2 separate regions of the Gossypium hirsutum genome follow, and region 1 is linked to region 2. The links are chromatin contacts, called in public Hi-C maps. All regions are on one chromosome and are shown on one strand. Each heading gives the region's core, a stretch centred on a gene start, on an enhancer-like site or on the middle of the called end of the contact. The rest is flanking DNA. Distances are from core to core; before and after follow the strand shown. Region 1 holds the start of LOC107888597 (zinc-finger homeodomain protein 9). Region 2 has its middle 5.4 kb from the start of LOC121207256.

The links. A called contact is a pair of places that touch in the nucleus more often than the background predicts.
Region 1: a contact with region 2 is called in a Hi-C map of leaf, with 2.8 times the contacts expected there. The contact joins the promoter of LOC107888597 here to the enhancer-like site in region 2. A contact is called at or near these places in 5 of 34 Hi-C or Micro-C datasets (hypocotyl and leaf).

The regions. Positions count from the first base shown.
Region 1 is chrA09:4,319,153-4,324,025 of Gossypium_hirsutum_v2.1, forward strand. It overlaps LOC107888597 (zinc-finger homeodomain protein 9), which reads left to right and starts at 2,812. Exons shown (of 1, transcript XM_016812761.2): 1 at 2,812-4,375. The coding sequence starts at 3,193. The coding sequence ends at 4,173.
Region 2 is chrA09:4,251,076-4,255,366 of Gossypium_hirsutum_v2.1, forward strand. No RefSeq gene overlaps it. Among protein-coding and RNA genes, the nearest start is that of LOC121207256, 5.4 kb to the left of the region's middle. Within about 2 kb of position 1,601, at least 1 of the 9 cell types and tissues checked has an H3K27ac peak or open chromatin away from gene starts, as enhancers often do. A contact at or near this core is called in leaf, where this site is marked.

The sequences.
Region 1 (4,873 bases), core at 1,562-4,061, 69 kb after region 2:
TAACTCTGGTTTGACATTTGCTAAATATTCTTAATTAGTTGGTAGATTTTTAATTAGAATGTTTTCTGATAACATAAATCGAATGAATGGTTTTCAAAGTTAAGTAACCTTGAGAATTTTTTTTTCGTTGCAAAGGTTTAATCGGAATAATGCGTTTTACAAAGCAAGCAACTAAAACGTGATGGTTTTATAAAGTTGAGTTTATAAGAAAATATTTTAAGATGCTCTTACATGCTTTTTGTGATAAACATTCTTACCAAAAATATAGAGCTAGTTTAATAATATCAAATTTTCGATTTCCAAAATAAGATTTGTTTTGGAACCAAATGGTCAAAGTTTTAATTTATTAATGTAACCTTCATAATTCGACCATAACATCTAAGCCGGGTTTGGTGTGTTACAGCCAAAAATGATAGAAGTTGGCCTGCTATGAGGTATAACTATCTCATCTATATACAATTTTATGTACTTTTCTAATGTGTAGTCAATTCGAACAGAAAGAAAACTGGCAGACTTTGTCAATCTATCAATGATCACCCAAATTGCCTCTTTGTTCTTTGGTGTAAGTGGTAAACCAACCACAAAATCCATTGTAATTTTCTCCCATTTCCATTCAGATATTGTTATAAGTTGTAACAATCTTGAAGGAACTTGATGTTCTGCTTTTACTTGCCAAATAGTAAGACTTCAAATCATGATACATTTTATTGCTTCCAAGATGCATGGAAAATGAACTATAATGAGCTTATCGAAGCATGCTTTGCTTCAACTCATCGTTATTGATAAAACAGAATCTACCTTGAAATGGAAAATTCCCTTCACTATCCACTTCGAATCCTCTTTCTCTCCATATTCAAATTGTTTATTAAATCATTCATCCTAGATGAATAACCCGTAGCCACGTTACTTTCCATCTATCATATAATGCCTACGAGAGGATATTATTTACCTTTTATTGGGCTATGAATTTATTATTGTAAGTGAAGCTATGTCATACAGAAGTCTATACCCAATATACCAACTTTCGACTCTATTAGCAATTGAACTTAGGCTTTCAATACATCAAAGCATACGAGTCACGCCAACATAGTCCGTCACTTATTCAAGATTGAGGTAAGATACACTATGAATGCCACAAGTAAATAAATTCATAAATAGATCTAGGAATTATTCTACTTAGGTCATGTCCGATGTATCGTCAATCCAGACAATCACACCTATGTCTCTATCATCTAGGAGTCATCTGCTCCAATACCTAAGACAATGTATCTCCCTCATTAGATTTGATAAATAGTATAATAGTATTTGAATCGATTTTCTCAATTTCGATTCATCAGGGTATGGACCTTTTAGATTGCTTACTACTATATGTTGTCTTCTCGCATTATGATATGTTGGCATAATGTAACTTAATATTAGTTAAATGTTAGGTAATCAATGAACCAATATTTGACTATACATTTTGTTTTGTGTGCAAAAACCATTAAGGAGAATATACAAATGGTAGTATCGTGAATGATGGAATTTTATCAAACCAATTTGTTTGAAAAATTACAAGTGTATATGACAAAAAACTACACTAAGGGCACTAGATATCGTTAGAGCATACTTTAGAAAATATATAAACTTAGAATTTGCCTTTAAATTAAAATAAGCCTACAATAACATTGAATTAATGGCGGGTAACTAAAATGAAAACGTTTTTGTAATGACAATGCTCTATTTGCAAATTTTTATTTTTCGGTGATCAAAATAAAAAATTATGAAAATAGGTGACTGATTGAATAGTGTACTCTATTTATATTTAGAATTTTACTTTTTTTTAATTCATAGATATATATTTTAAGAAAATCCATCTATCATGTTTTAAATTTATTCTAGTATTTTTAAATATTTTTAAAGAAACAATTAAGATATAATTTAAACTTCACAAGCAAAATTTAAAAGGTGGCACATATTTTTATTTAATTTATAATAGATTTAAATATTATTATTTAATATATTTAAGGTGAAATTTTTTTAATTCCACAAACAAAAGAAATAGTCATTTATATTATTTATTTTTAAAATATCAATTAAAGATAAACGTTGTTCTTTATTGGATTGTGAACTCAAAAGTTCTACTACTCATATATTAAATAATTATTTATAAAATTAAATTCTTTTTTTACGGGTAAACTAGCCTATTTTCAATTATATAAATAACCTAAGTTTATTAATCTCACAGGTAAATATAATTATCACTTGTAAAAAAAAAATCACTGGTAAAATGGCACATATAACCTAAAATTTATTATATTTAACTTAAGATTTATCTTTAATACACAGTAATTTTTAGATAATTCAAATTAAAACTTGCTATACATTTTTTTTTATTTTTAAAGTGTTAAATGATTATTTGGGCTTTAGATAAGTTTTTTTATATCGAGTATTTTTTTAAGTTAGGGTTTAAATTTGGTGATTGTTTTCATATTTTAGTCTAGATTTGATAATTTTTCTTATGGGGTTTAAATAGTTTTTTTTTCTATTTAAATTAGGTCTTGAACTTAAAAATTATTCTCACGTTAAAGATTGAATTTTATATTTTCAAAGACTAACTGAGATAAAAAAAAATTTAAAGTCCCAATATTAGAACATTTAGAAGTTAAAAGGACTAACTTTAAAAAAAAAAATTTAAACCCAAAACTAATTTTCATTATGGTCTAACAGTATGCGCCATGGTTCTAATATTACGTTAAGTTTAAAAATTTCCTAAATAAAATTTTTGTATGTATGTATTAATTACACAAACATATCTAACCCTAAAGGGGTCGACAACTTAACCATGGATTAGAACTCTGGTTAAAAACTCAAGGGGTTAAGAAGGGCAACCACAACCACAGATTTTTTATTATCAACAGTCCTCCTTCCTCCTCCACCACCACCACCACCACCATCGCCTCCGCCTCCGCCCTTTCCTCTTTTTCCCTTCATTTTCCAAGCAATAACCTCCAAACAAACAAAGAAGAAACAACCAGCCTTTTCTGTTTTTGTTTTCAACTCCAATCTTCTTAATTTTCTTCCATGGTATCAAAATTCTCACAAAACCCATATTGGAAACCCTATTTTAAATTCAATTTCATCCCATCTTTTTTATAATTCTCCCCCCCCCATTAAGTTTAGGTGTTTTTGTTGACCCTAGATGTTAGAGCCATGGAAATAGCCCCTACAAGCACCCCTCCACTAAGCACCACAACACCCAAATCACCCGACCCAGAGACCGAAACACCAGTTCGGATCCATCCTGCCAAGCCCAAATCTTTTACTAACGGTGTTCTCAAGCGCCACCAACCTCACCACCACTACCTCCACCATGCGCCGCCCATAGTAGTGAGCTACAAGGAATGCCTCAAGAACCATGCAGCCACTTTGGGTGGACATGCTTTAGACGGCTGTGGTGAATTCATGCCTTCCCCATCAGCCACCCCATCCGACCCAACTTCCCTCAAGTGTGCAGCTTGTGGTTGCCACCGCAACTTCCACCGCCGAGAATCAGATGACCCACCACCCACAACAACAGCCACCGCTACTATAGAATATCAGCCTCACCACCGTCACCATCCACCGCCTCCAGCAAGTCAAGCACCACATCGTAGTCCAAACTCAGCTTCCCCACCACCGATCTCATCATCTTACTACCCTTCAGCTCCTCACATGCTTGTAGCCCTTTCAGGTGGTTTAGCTGGTGCATTAGACAACAACCACCATCAAAATAACTCTCATTTACAAGGCTTAGGAACCCTTACCCCAAACACCACAAATCTGGGTTCCCACTCAAAGAAAAGATTCAGAACAAAGTTCACTCAGTTTCAGAAAGATAAGATGTTGGAATTCGCTGAGAAAGTTGGGTGGAAGATTCAGAAAAGAGATGAACAAGCTATCCAAGAGTTTTGCAGTGAAGTTGGGGTTGATAGAGGGGTTTTAAAAGTTTGGATGCATAACAATAAGAACACTTTTGGGAAGAAAGATCAAGCCATTAATGAAGGAGAAACTGGGAATAACAACAATACTGAGAATGGACTCAGCCATGAAGACCACCATCACCACAACAACAACAATGGTCAGAATCTCAACCATCACTTTGAAACTGATAGTGTTGTTCATGTTGGAATTAATGGCTCTTCTTCCTCTTAAATCATGTTTATTATGATAATCAACTTTTATCTTCTTCTTTTTTTTCTTTTTTAATGAGGAGATAATAAGCTGTTAGATTAGATTAAGTACTTGTTTATTAGCTGTTCTTTTTTCTTTCTCTCTTTAATTTCTGATCATGACTGTTGAGAATATAACATGGGAAGAGCTGCTTTGATCCAAAAAAGAAATTATTTTTATTTTATTTTCTGTTTTTCCTTCACCATTTTCTTTAGAATTCTGGGTTTTTGGGATCATAAACATCCATGGTTTCTGTTTTCCAAAACCTTAAAAACCTTTGAATCTGTAATGTTTCCTTTTTAGTTTCCATGTTGTGTCTGTGAAGAAGAAGCAGAAAGTGATAATAAAAAACAAACAGGTATCAGATTATTTTAACATATCCCATAACTTTATACTAATAATTTAAGCTTAATTTTATGGTACAAAAATCTAATAAGATAAGATCTTTTTTATATTTTATTATATCATCTTCCCAATCATCAGCTCAAGTCTTAATTTTTTAAGATGATTTTGCAGCTATTAATGTTTGGTTGTGCATAATTGCATTATTTTTAGTGGTTTGATAAAGACTAATTTATATAAACCTTCTTAAAGTACAAAAAAGAAGACTTCTTTTTAGTATAATTTTTAATGATTAGCTGCTAATATCTTGGAATTATGTAATTTAAGGAAGATTTAATAT
Region 2 (4,291 bases), core at 351-2,850:
ATTGAAAATTAATTAATTAAAAAAAACTTTTTATAGTTTGAAAAAAAGTAACATAAAAGTTTTGAATTAATTTGTTTAACAAAATTCAAGTTTAGGGATTAATGTGGACAAAAAAAAGTTTAGGGATGAAGTTGGAAATAGACGATAAATTCAAGGGTTAAATGTTGCTTTATCCAAGCTTTAATTTCAAGATTTCATTTCTAGGATCGACACCAAATGAAGGACTTTATAAAGGGTAGTTTATAATGAAGTAAAATTTTAATTATAACCACACTGTGACTAGGACACTAGCTTAAGATATTTAGGACGATTGTAAAACTCTCAAGTGCTCTTTGGATGATATAGTCTAGTCGAGGCTCAACTTTTATCCAACAATGTTGTTTTCGCACAGTGGATCAACTATAATCAACTTCATTACTAATAAGAGAGCTAACAGCAGATCAAGGATAACTTACAGATAGTAGTCCATAAGGAAGTAAAATTGCAGCTGCAATGGCAATGTGATTGGGTCATTAGACCCTTAAATGTTCTTTGGACGACATGGTCAAGTTGAGTCTCGACTCCTGCGATACAAAATCACAGCCGCACTGTAAGGTAATTACAATAAACTTCATTACAGTAACAATCTACGTATGTTGTTGCAGTCCAAACTACAATGTTGGATCCATAATGGTTAAAATATCTAATAAGTCTATGTGCTCTTTTTAAATTTGGAATTTAACCCCTTGTAATTTTTTTTATTATGAAATTAGCCTTAGTTTTCAGATTCCAAAATTTAGATCTAATTGTTAATACTATTATTTGTTAAATTCATGTTTTTCATGACATTATTATTTTTAGCTACATGGCTACTAAGTGAGTACTTTTTTATTTTAAAATGTCAAATCAATAAATTTAATAAAAAATTTAACAATATTAACAATTAAACTTGAATTGTGAAATCTTAAAGTATAGAGACTAAATTCCTAAAAGAAAATTAAAGAAACTAAATTCCAAACTCATGAAAAGTGAAGTGACTCATGACATATTTTAACCATAATTAATTTACAATCAATTTTATGAGAATTTTTTTAAAGAAAAAACCATTCGGCAACTTCATAAATTTATAAAGATTCCACAATTACAAGTTTCGATGTTAATTAAGGGTGAGTTTGGATGGGCGATGTGTTTACCTACAGTCAATGTAAAAACAACGGTGGTAGTGAGATTAGATATTGTAGCGACACTATAGCGTGAGACAAAAAATAAATTAAACGCATCGCATCGCATCGTATTGCACCCTACCGCCCATCCAAACTCATTACCTAATGCTCACATTTTGAATTCAGTTTATAAAAAAAATGCATAGAAAAGCAAATCAAATTTGTGTTAGGCCCAATAAAGAAGCCCACATTAGACAAAGTAACCTTTCAAATGGGTTATGTTAAACTTTTTAACTTTTTTTTTCTTTTACTTGCAGGCTTTTTGATCCATCATTGTTTTTTTTTAAAAAAATTCATAAATTTTCTTTTTAAATTTTTTTCTAAAGTCATTCCAATTTCTAAACCTATCCCATCCACCCGATGAGCCCAACTAACCCGGGCCGGGCTTTAGAGAAAGTGGTTGCTGTAAATCTGGTCTATTCGATCCAAATTAGAGTACTTTGGGCCAAAACCCAAAACCCAAAAATATTTTTTTAATAATTCAAAGAACAAATTTAGCCTTTCGAGAAATGGAGTTAATTGAATAGCCTAAAAGACTAGATATATAAAACTTTATTACTTTAATATTTGTACTAATTATATTAATGTCTAATAAATGCAATTACTTAATTATTAAATAAATAAATATAGGTGAAAATTGAATAATTATATATGTTACTGCCAATTACAAAAGTTAGATACAAGCTTAGTTGCAACTAAAGTAACATTTCACATCTCATTTTAATTTACATTATTTGATTGTCATATTTTGACCCAAACCATTTGGAGCTTTTAAATGTTTGTCTTTTAAAGAATTTTAGTAGCTCATTAGTGAAGACATATCGTATAAGAATCAAGCTAAATAAAGATTGTATCAAGACTTTCAATCAGAGAGTTTGATGTCATAAAGAATTTTTACTAGTCTACTCTTTATTAAAGACATGTTCGAAGATTAATTTTGAGGAATTAGATATTCACATTAATTGTATCTTAATGTGCCATATTATGTTTATACATAGGAAGATTTACTTATATTCAATGAGGAACTGGACTTTGGTGAATATTTATAAATAAATTGTTTTATTTATCGATTTATAATTAAATTTTCAAGAAGAAAATGATCTAAATCAACAGAAATCTTCATCTTTCATTAACAAATTTCTTAACTTAAAAAAAAATCAACAATTCTAATTTCAAAATCTATGATTATATTGCTTTATGAACCATTTTTCATTTATTTATTCTTTACAATGAAATTCGGTCAATTCATATTTTTAAATGCTTAAAATTATTTAATTTTTAATTTACAAAAAATATAATTTGTTATTTTATTGAATTATAGAAACACATTTTTTTTTCTAAATATTAATTTAATCAATATCACTAAAAATTGGTTAATATTTCCCATAAAATACTAATCTTTATATCTTTAAGTACAATAAATGTGTTGCATTATAATTTATTCCAAGCAAAAACATATTAACATTAAGGAATAAAGCATGTGTGAAGCTCATTATTAATTCACATGAAATGGAAAAAGAGTAGAAAGCATTCTTAAGCAAGCTAAAAAAAGTTCAATGAAATGGTGTTTTCATACATTTCTTTGTATTCAATTTTATGTTGTAAGATTGTAGGACAACTTATAATCATAATTTCAAAACACCCAACATTAGACCAAAACAATGGATTCCCCACCATTAAAATGTAAGGACAGCTGTTAGCAAAGTTTGCAAATAATGGTGGATATTTAAGGTAAAAGTAATACCAACAGTTTTATATTAGGGGTTATATTGTATTTTGTTCCATTTATTTAGAAAATAAGTAAATTAGTCATTATATGTTAGGTTAAAAAGTAAACTAGTTCTTCTGTTAAAAATTCATTCATATATTTTAGCATGAGGTATATGTGGCACGCCATGTATCATTGTCTGGTTATCCTGTTAGTTATGTTAGTTTTTAACAATACAAGTGGATTAATTTTTTAACAGAAATAACCAATTTGTTCTTTGATCTAAAATACATAGATTTATTTACTCATTTTTTAGTAGAGGGGTAAAATGTAATTTGACTTTTTGTACAGGGGCTTGCATAGTACTTTTATTGAAATTTGATGAAATTTGCTGCTTATCTCTTCTTTTAAAACTAAGATATCCATTACCGATAGTAATGACTAATTTCTTTGTTACTAGAGCTTTCCAAATAAAAAAAAAATTTAATCATGAAATATGCCTCATTCTTATAAACAAAGATCAATGCGACCATATGATTAAAAAACGGTAAAATAATGAATGTAAATATTGAAAATAACTTCAAACCAACTAAATTCAATCTTTCAATAATGCTTGCAGTGTTAGAATAGGGATTTAACTGACTATGGTGTTTCATCATTTTAACCATGTCAAGAAAACCTAGATTAGGTACCTACCACATGGGGCACATAGCCCTACAAATAATCAATTATTTTGGTGGTTAAAGCCTCAACAAACAATCAAATTCTACAAGCAAAAAATGCACCCTTAAACAAATCATTCATACACATTTGCTAGCCATTGCTAGTGACATTCCACTTTTTATGAACTTTTATTTAAACTTAGAATTTCTTGAATTAAAAAAATAAAAGAAATGGAAAAAAATCAGTTTTTTTTCCGGAATTAGTTCAATATATTTATAAAATTCAATAAAAAATAATATGTTAATGATAATTTTGGTTATTAATTTTAGAAAAAAAAAAGTGTATAATAATTAGTGCAATGTGCATATATAGGGAGCAAGTAGGACCAAATGGCAGATGCTAAGTAGCTATTTCCCCTCACAAAAACAAAACACCTAATAATTTCCAGAAATTTATTAACTGTAGAAAATTGTAGAGTACTATTGGGTAGATTTGTCAGAAATGCCATTATTAAGGCTTTTGTTTACTTATTCTTTCCTGTTTCCCACTTGTGTTTTTTTGTTTTCCTTCAAATTTTTAGGATTTTATTTAAACCCAGCATGTCACCATTGCACCTGCATGACATCTCTCCATCACATTAAGACTTTATCTGATTATTTACAGTTATATTACATAATCTCAAATATGGAAAATGGATAAAGGAGAAATAGATCAATTT